Linked DNA regions of Sus scrofa: region 2 is linked to region 1. Evidence: chromatin contacts called from public Hi-C data. All regions are on one chromosome and are shown on one strand. Each heading gives the region's core, a stretch centred on a gene start, on an enhancer-like site or on the middle of the called end of the contact. The rest is flanking DNA. Distances are from core to core; before and after follow the strand shown. Region 1 holds the start of B4GALT1 (beta-1,4-galactosyltransferase 1). Region 2 holds the start of DNAJA1 (DnaJ heat shock protein family (Hsp40) member A1).

What was found. Hi-C and Micro-C count contacts between places; a contact is called where the count stands out from the background.
Region 2: a Hi-C map of liver shows a contact between it and region 1, with 2.3 times the contacts expected there. The contact joins the promoter of DNAJA1 here to the promoter of B4GALT1 in region 1. A contact is called at or near these places in 3 of 47 Hi-C or Micro-C datasets (heart right ventricle, liver and skeletal muscle) and 1 of 2 datasets of contacts at active chromatin or transcription factors (alveolar macrophages).

The regions. Positions count from the first base shown.
Region 1 is chr10:33,315,706-33,318,662 of Sscrofa11.1, forward strand. B4GALT1 (beta-1,4-galactosyltransferase 1) reads left to right here and starts at 1,590. Exons shown (of 6, transcript XM_003130680.4): 1 at 1,590-2,208. The coding sequence starts at 1,788.
Region 2 is chr10:33,444,100-33,447,056 of Sscrofa11.1, forward strand. It overlaps DNAJA1 (DnaJ heat shock protein family (Hsp40) member A1), which reads right to left and starts at 1,457. Exons shown (of 9, transcript NM_001244163.1): 1 at 1,325-1,457; 2 at 130-271. The coding sequence starts at 261.

The sequences.
Region 1 (2,957 bases), core at 340-2,839:
CGGCTACAGCTCTGATTTGACCCCTAGCATGGGAACCTCCATATGCCACAGGAGCGGCCCTTTTTCTAGGCAAAAAGACAAAAAAAAAAAAAAAAAATTGCCTTCATCAGCATACAGCTATTATAAGTCACGCCTGGGGAGTACGTAGACTGAAAAAAGCATCATGGACCATGGCCTGGGGCCTTCGAAAAGTGGGGAAGAGAAGCCCACAAAAGAGGCAAAGGAGTGGCCAGTGAAGATCAGGAAAGCTGGGTGTCCAGGAAGCCAAGGGAAGAAAGATGATTCTGTGTGATCACAACCCTGTGATACCCAAGCCTCAGTTTTCTCCTCTGTGAAATGGCAACAGTTAACAAATGCCTAATTCACAGTGTTGCAACTAGACTTCCTGGCATATAGGAAACTCAGTCTATGGAAGCATTGTTATTATTTCCTCCTCTTCAGAGTTGGCTGCCTCAGCCCTCAGCTTCCCCATTCATGTAAATGACAGCACCTCCACCAGTCCTTCTCAGGAATGAGGTGTCTCTGCTCTTTCAGGCAATCAGTGGGCAGGACCAGTGGCCTCTGGGTCAAATTAGAACTAAGCAACTTCAGCGCCTAAAACTCACCTGCACAGTTTCCAGCCCTTACTTGCATATTAACAAGTGGTAAGCAAAGGTTTTAGAGCCAGAATTCTGCTTCTGCCTCTCACCAGCTGTGGGATCTTAGGCAAGCTTCTTAATTTTCCTGAGCTTCAAACATTCTCTGTAAAATGGGGACAAGTCCCACTCCATGGGATTGTGTCCAGGCCCGTGTAGACTGTAAATAAAGCTGGCTGCTCTCCTCCAGCATGGCGGTGTGGGAGTTACTGAGGCGCTTTGCCACTCTCCCACTCAAAGCATGGTGTGGGATGCGCTAGAAGAGGCACCCACACACCCCTAAACCGAGCTGGGCGGGTCTTTGAGATCCCCTAACCCTGGCTTTAGGAGAGTGAGCGTTTTCTTTTCCGTGCCTCTTTGCTGGGCCCTCACCTAGATAGAGGAGCCTCGCTCGGCCAAGGGAGGGTGTTCCGAATGTTTCAGAGAATCCCTCTTCGGTTGTCCTACCTCCGGCCGGCCGTCGAAGCCGTTTCCTGGGCAACCTTTTTCTGCTTCTCTTCCGGACCCCGCAGGCCTACAGAGGCCCACCGTCCGGAAAGGCCCACCGCTAGGACTCCCAACCCCTCGAGATCACAACCAGCCTGCTCTTTTCTCCGCCCTCTTCTCTGCTGCCGCGCAGCAGGCCCAGGCGCATACCCTAGCCCTTCGGCACTGCAGGAAGTGGCGGCACCTCTCGGGGACAGCTCGGAGGAAGAGGAAGAGGAGGAAGCTCGGTTTAGTAGGGCCAAAGGCCCACTGAGCAGGCTGGGGAGGAGGGCAGGTGGGAGCCTGAAGCCCCAGCCCCATGCCTGCGGATTGCAAAGTATTCCCGAAAGTGCTCCGACACCAGCAGCTCCAGAGGCCCCGCCCCCGAAGGCCCCGCCCTCCAGCCCCCGTTCCGAAAACCCTGCTCCTACCAGCTGCCCCGCTCCCGCCCCGCTGGAGGCCCCGGCCCCGCCCCTGTCCGCGCCCGCGCCCCAGGCGCACTTCTGCTTGCTCGGCTGTGGAGCCGGCCAGTCTCCGAGTTCCGCGGCTTGTCCGCCGGCGCCGCTCCCTCGCCTTCCCACTGGTCCCTCCCCCAATTACAGTGGTCGGGCAGTGCCTGGCTGGCGGCCCGCGGGCGGGCCGCCCTCCCCACCGTAGCCCACCCCCTCTTAAAGCGGCGGCGGGAAGATGAGGTTTCGGGAGCCGCTCCTGGGCGGCAGCGCCGCGACGATGCCGGGCGCGTCCTTGCAACGGGCCTGCCGCCTGCTCGTGGCTGTCTGCGCGCTGCATCTTGGCGTCACCCTCATCTACTACCTGACTGGCCGCGACCTAAGCCGCCTGCCTCAGCTGGTCGGGGTCCCCACACCGCTGCAGGGCGGCTCTAACAGCGCCGCCGCCATCGGGCAGCCCTCCGGGGAGCTCCGGCCCCGAGGGGCCGCACCGCAGCCGCCTTTGCGCGCCTCCTCCAAGCCGAGCTCGGGTGGCGACTCCAGCCCAGACGCAGACTCTCGCCCGGGCCCGGGACCCGCCAGCAACTTGACTTCGGCCCCAGTGCCCTCCACCGCAGCACGGTTGCCGCCCGCATGCCCTGAGGAGTCCCCGCTGCTCGGTAAGGATTCGGGGACTTCCCCGAATTTCCCAGACAGGATCCCCCGGACGTTCTCCCCTGACCTTTTCTATGACAGCCGGTCTCTTTATTGTGGATCAGAGTCCCTAATCCCAAACAGAGGTTCCCGGCTGGATGGGGGTGGGAGGTTGGGAGGTGAATCCCTTCGGACTGGTGTTAGAGGCTGGGGCGGGGACGGTTTAGGAAAGCCTAGGCCCTTCTTGGCCCCAGAACCGGAGAAGGCCTTGGAGACTTCCTTGCTCTGGCCCAAACCTCAAGAAGTTTTGAGAGTTTGAGTCGACTTGGAGCAGCCTTCGCCCTGCTAGCTGTGGTAGGCACTACAGTGCAGCGCAGAGAAACGAGCTCTAGCGATGGTGAGGCCTCCAGTAGGGAAGGGAGCCGACCTCCCAGATCACGTCTCCTGTCTTCCCAGAGAACTGCTATCTCCTGAGTGTGTGCTAACTTTTTTTCCTGAGCTTTTGGGCAAATGACTTGCCCGGAAAGCTCTGGTTTCTCATTTGCTAAAAGGGAACAATAAGTGGTACCTGTTTCAGGGGAGTATTTTGGAAGATTAGATGACATAGTATAAACAAGAGTTTTCATTGAGTAAATTGTCACTGTTGTGTTCTGTTCCTCCCCTGTGTGAATCCCTCCTCAGGGAAGATCAGCCCTATGGCCCTCCTACCCTGCTTCTTGCCCTTATTTGTTCCCCAAACCTAAGGCCCTCCCAAGGGGCTGAGGGTGTTTGTATG
Region 2 (2,957 bases), core at 207-2,706, 130 kb after region 1:
ACCAAAAAAACTCAACTGTCACAAAGCACAGCCACTGTATTAGACATACTCAATTTCATGTTGTAATGGAAATACCATACACCTGGCAAGAACTACCCAGTTATGTTAAAGTGTGAGTATGGTACTCGCCTTCTCTCCTTCATTTGGATTCTTATCAGGGTGGTACTTCAAGGCCAGTTTCCTGTAAGCCTTTTTCAATTCTTCTTGGGTGGCATTGGGTTTGACCCCCAAAACATCATAGTAAGTGGTTTCTTTCACCATTTTCTACAGCCTGAAATAAAAAAGTTCAATTTTAACTACTTTCAACTGGTAGTTTTAATTAGTAAAAATCAAGAGTTTAGGCAAAGAAATTTGTTCTTTGCCAAATCTGATCATAAGAACATCACCTTCCCTAAATTTCACAGAGACGGTAACAAGTCCTTTGATAATTCAGCCATTAAATTCTAACAGACTAAATATAAGCTAATAATTATCAGGGAATAATTAAGAAACCTCCCATACTACTTTGTTCCCACTTTCCACCTGAAAACCTCCATCTCGATTCTTCCTGTCTCCCCTCCCCATTAATGACAGGGCAGTAAAGACAAGACGCACTAATAGGTTCAGTCCACTGTCATTATCATCTTTGGTAAATCTGATAAACCATACACTTCCTAGAAAAGACGTCTGGGCACAAGGCGGGGAGGAAGCTCCAGAAAGCAAGCTCCCCTCCCCCTCAATCCTGAGACTGTTTCTCAATCACAGGACCTACAGCTTCTCTGCTTTGAACGCCGAACCCCTCTTGCCCCACAAGCCAGCATAGCTTACATGTTCTTAGGTTTCCCCCTGCACTTAGCGCCGAGCGTTGGGCTTCCTTCCTTTCTTCCTCCGACTCAGGAGCGAAGGGGTGGGAGAAGCCCAACCCTCAACAAAGAGAAGGAGGGGAGACCGGAGATGCGAAAACCGCAGCCTCCGCCAAGCTCCTCCCGCAGCCCCTCGCCCCTGGCTCCTCCTGCGCGTGCGCGCAGAATCGCCCCCACCCCCACCCCACCCCCAGCGAGGGCGGGCGGAGGGAAACCCGGAGGCGGCAGATCCTTGGAGACCCCCGGCTAGATAGGCGAGGGGAAAGCTTCTGGAACGGTATCGGGCCCAGCCGTTGCGCACCAGCAAGGGCTGCCGGGACACCCCCATCAATTCTACAGAAAGGGAATCGAGGATACAGGAACCGACAGCCCCGCAGCCCACGCGGAGCCAACCGCCACTTGACCGCGGCTCCATCCCAGTTCCCGGAGCCGCTAATGGCGCAGGCCTGGGGACCAGAGGAAGCGTGAAAGCAGAAACTCACCGGTGAGCGGGCCGAGGCCGATGTGGGGGAGCGGGAAGGAGCGCGTTTCTGTGCGCAGCTCGGGCAGCCGCCGCTCCTCCGCCTCTCACCGAGCGTTCTGGAAAGTTCCGCCCGGCGCGCCGCAACCGTCGTCTTTTGTAGCCGAGTCGCGGCGCGTCACCCGCCGGAAGTCCCACCCCCTCCGGCTGCTGCCACCGCCCCGCGGTTACCTGGGCAACGGCGCGGGGGTGCTCGGAGTGGGAGGGACTCAGCTGAAGGGCCTTGTGGGGGTGGGCTCAAGACTGGGTTCCTGCAGCTCGTAGAACTTTCTGGATCCCCTTCCTCCACCCAGCGGGCCCTAAAGTCTGGAAGTCTTGGGCGGGAACAGGGATTTGCCCAGTAGCGCTGCGATTCCGTTCCGGGCCAACTCAGGATTCACAATCAGGAGAGCCGCCGCCACCGCCGCTTGCTAGAGCTCGGAGAGCTGGGGAACAGGGACGCTGGCCGGGGCGGTGTGCGGTACAGGAATCTCTCAGAACAAAGCCTTGCCGCACCTGCTCTCCGCCGGCGCGTTTGACACCGCTTTTGGCGTCTCTAACCGGTTTAGTTTCTTAGACCTGAGGTTCTGGGAAGCCATGGAGCATGAACTTCTGATCAAGACGGTTGTGGGCTCCTGAACAGTCTCAGGCCTTGGATCTTGCTTTTTTTAACGCGCTGTCCAAAGCCTCGTAATTCACTGAACTGCGAAGTTGGAAGAACCCTCCGTGCAAGTTTTGGCCCCTGTACACACGATATATACTTTGGGCCTTGTAATACGTTGTGCTCAGGCAGCTCTAAACAGGGAAACGTTTGGAATACTTTGGTGCAAACCCAGGGCCTTGGAACCTCTCAGGCCAGGCATTCACCTGGTTTGGCTAGCCTAGGCACAGTAACACCAAGAGTGGCAAACTTTTTTTTTTTAAATAAATGTTATTAGAGTTGACTTATAAACATGTTTCAGGTGTCATCAGTTCACTTGAAATCAGTATATCAGTTATACATATAGCCATTCCTCATCAGATTCTTTTCCTACATAGATTATTACACGGATGGTTTTAATTATTGGACCTAACAATTAAGTTCTACCAGTCTGTGAGTCTGAATCTGTAGTTTGCAAAATGAGTCCTTGGGGCTTTCAGATGTTGAGCCTGGGGCATAATGGCAAATGTGGTCTGTTTTCTTTATTTAATAACAAAACATTGGAGTATCTAGCATCGGAGAAGATGTAAAGTTGAATAAGCTCTGTACACATTTTAGTAGGGAGACGAGAAGTGAACTAACTATAAGGGAAGTGGAAGATAGAGTTCAGCGAGGAAAGATCTTGTATGTTCACTTGATGGAACAGAGAAAGCTCCTTTGGGAAAGTGGCAGTTGAGCTGAGTTTTGAAAGAAGAGGAGTATTCCCAGAAAAGGACAAAGTGCAAGGGAACCTAAGGTTAAGGTGTGAAAGAATATGATGCTTTTAGGAAATTGCAGTTATTTGACTATAGCCAGAGCTAAGAGCTGGAGTGACAGGAGGTGAGGCCTCAGAGGTAGTTGGAGAGCACCTGTTGGTGTATCTTACTCAACTAAGGATTTTGAACTTTACCCTGGAGTTATCCCCAAGCTTATCACC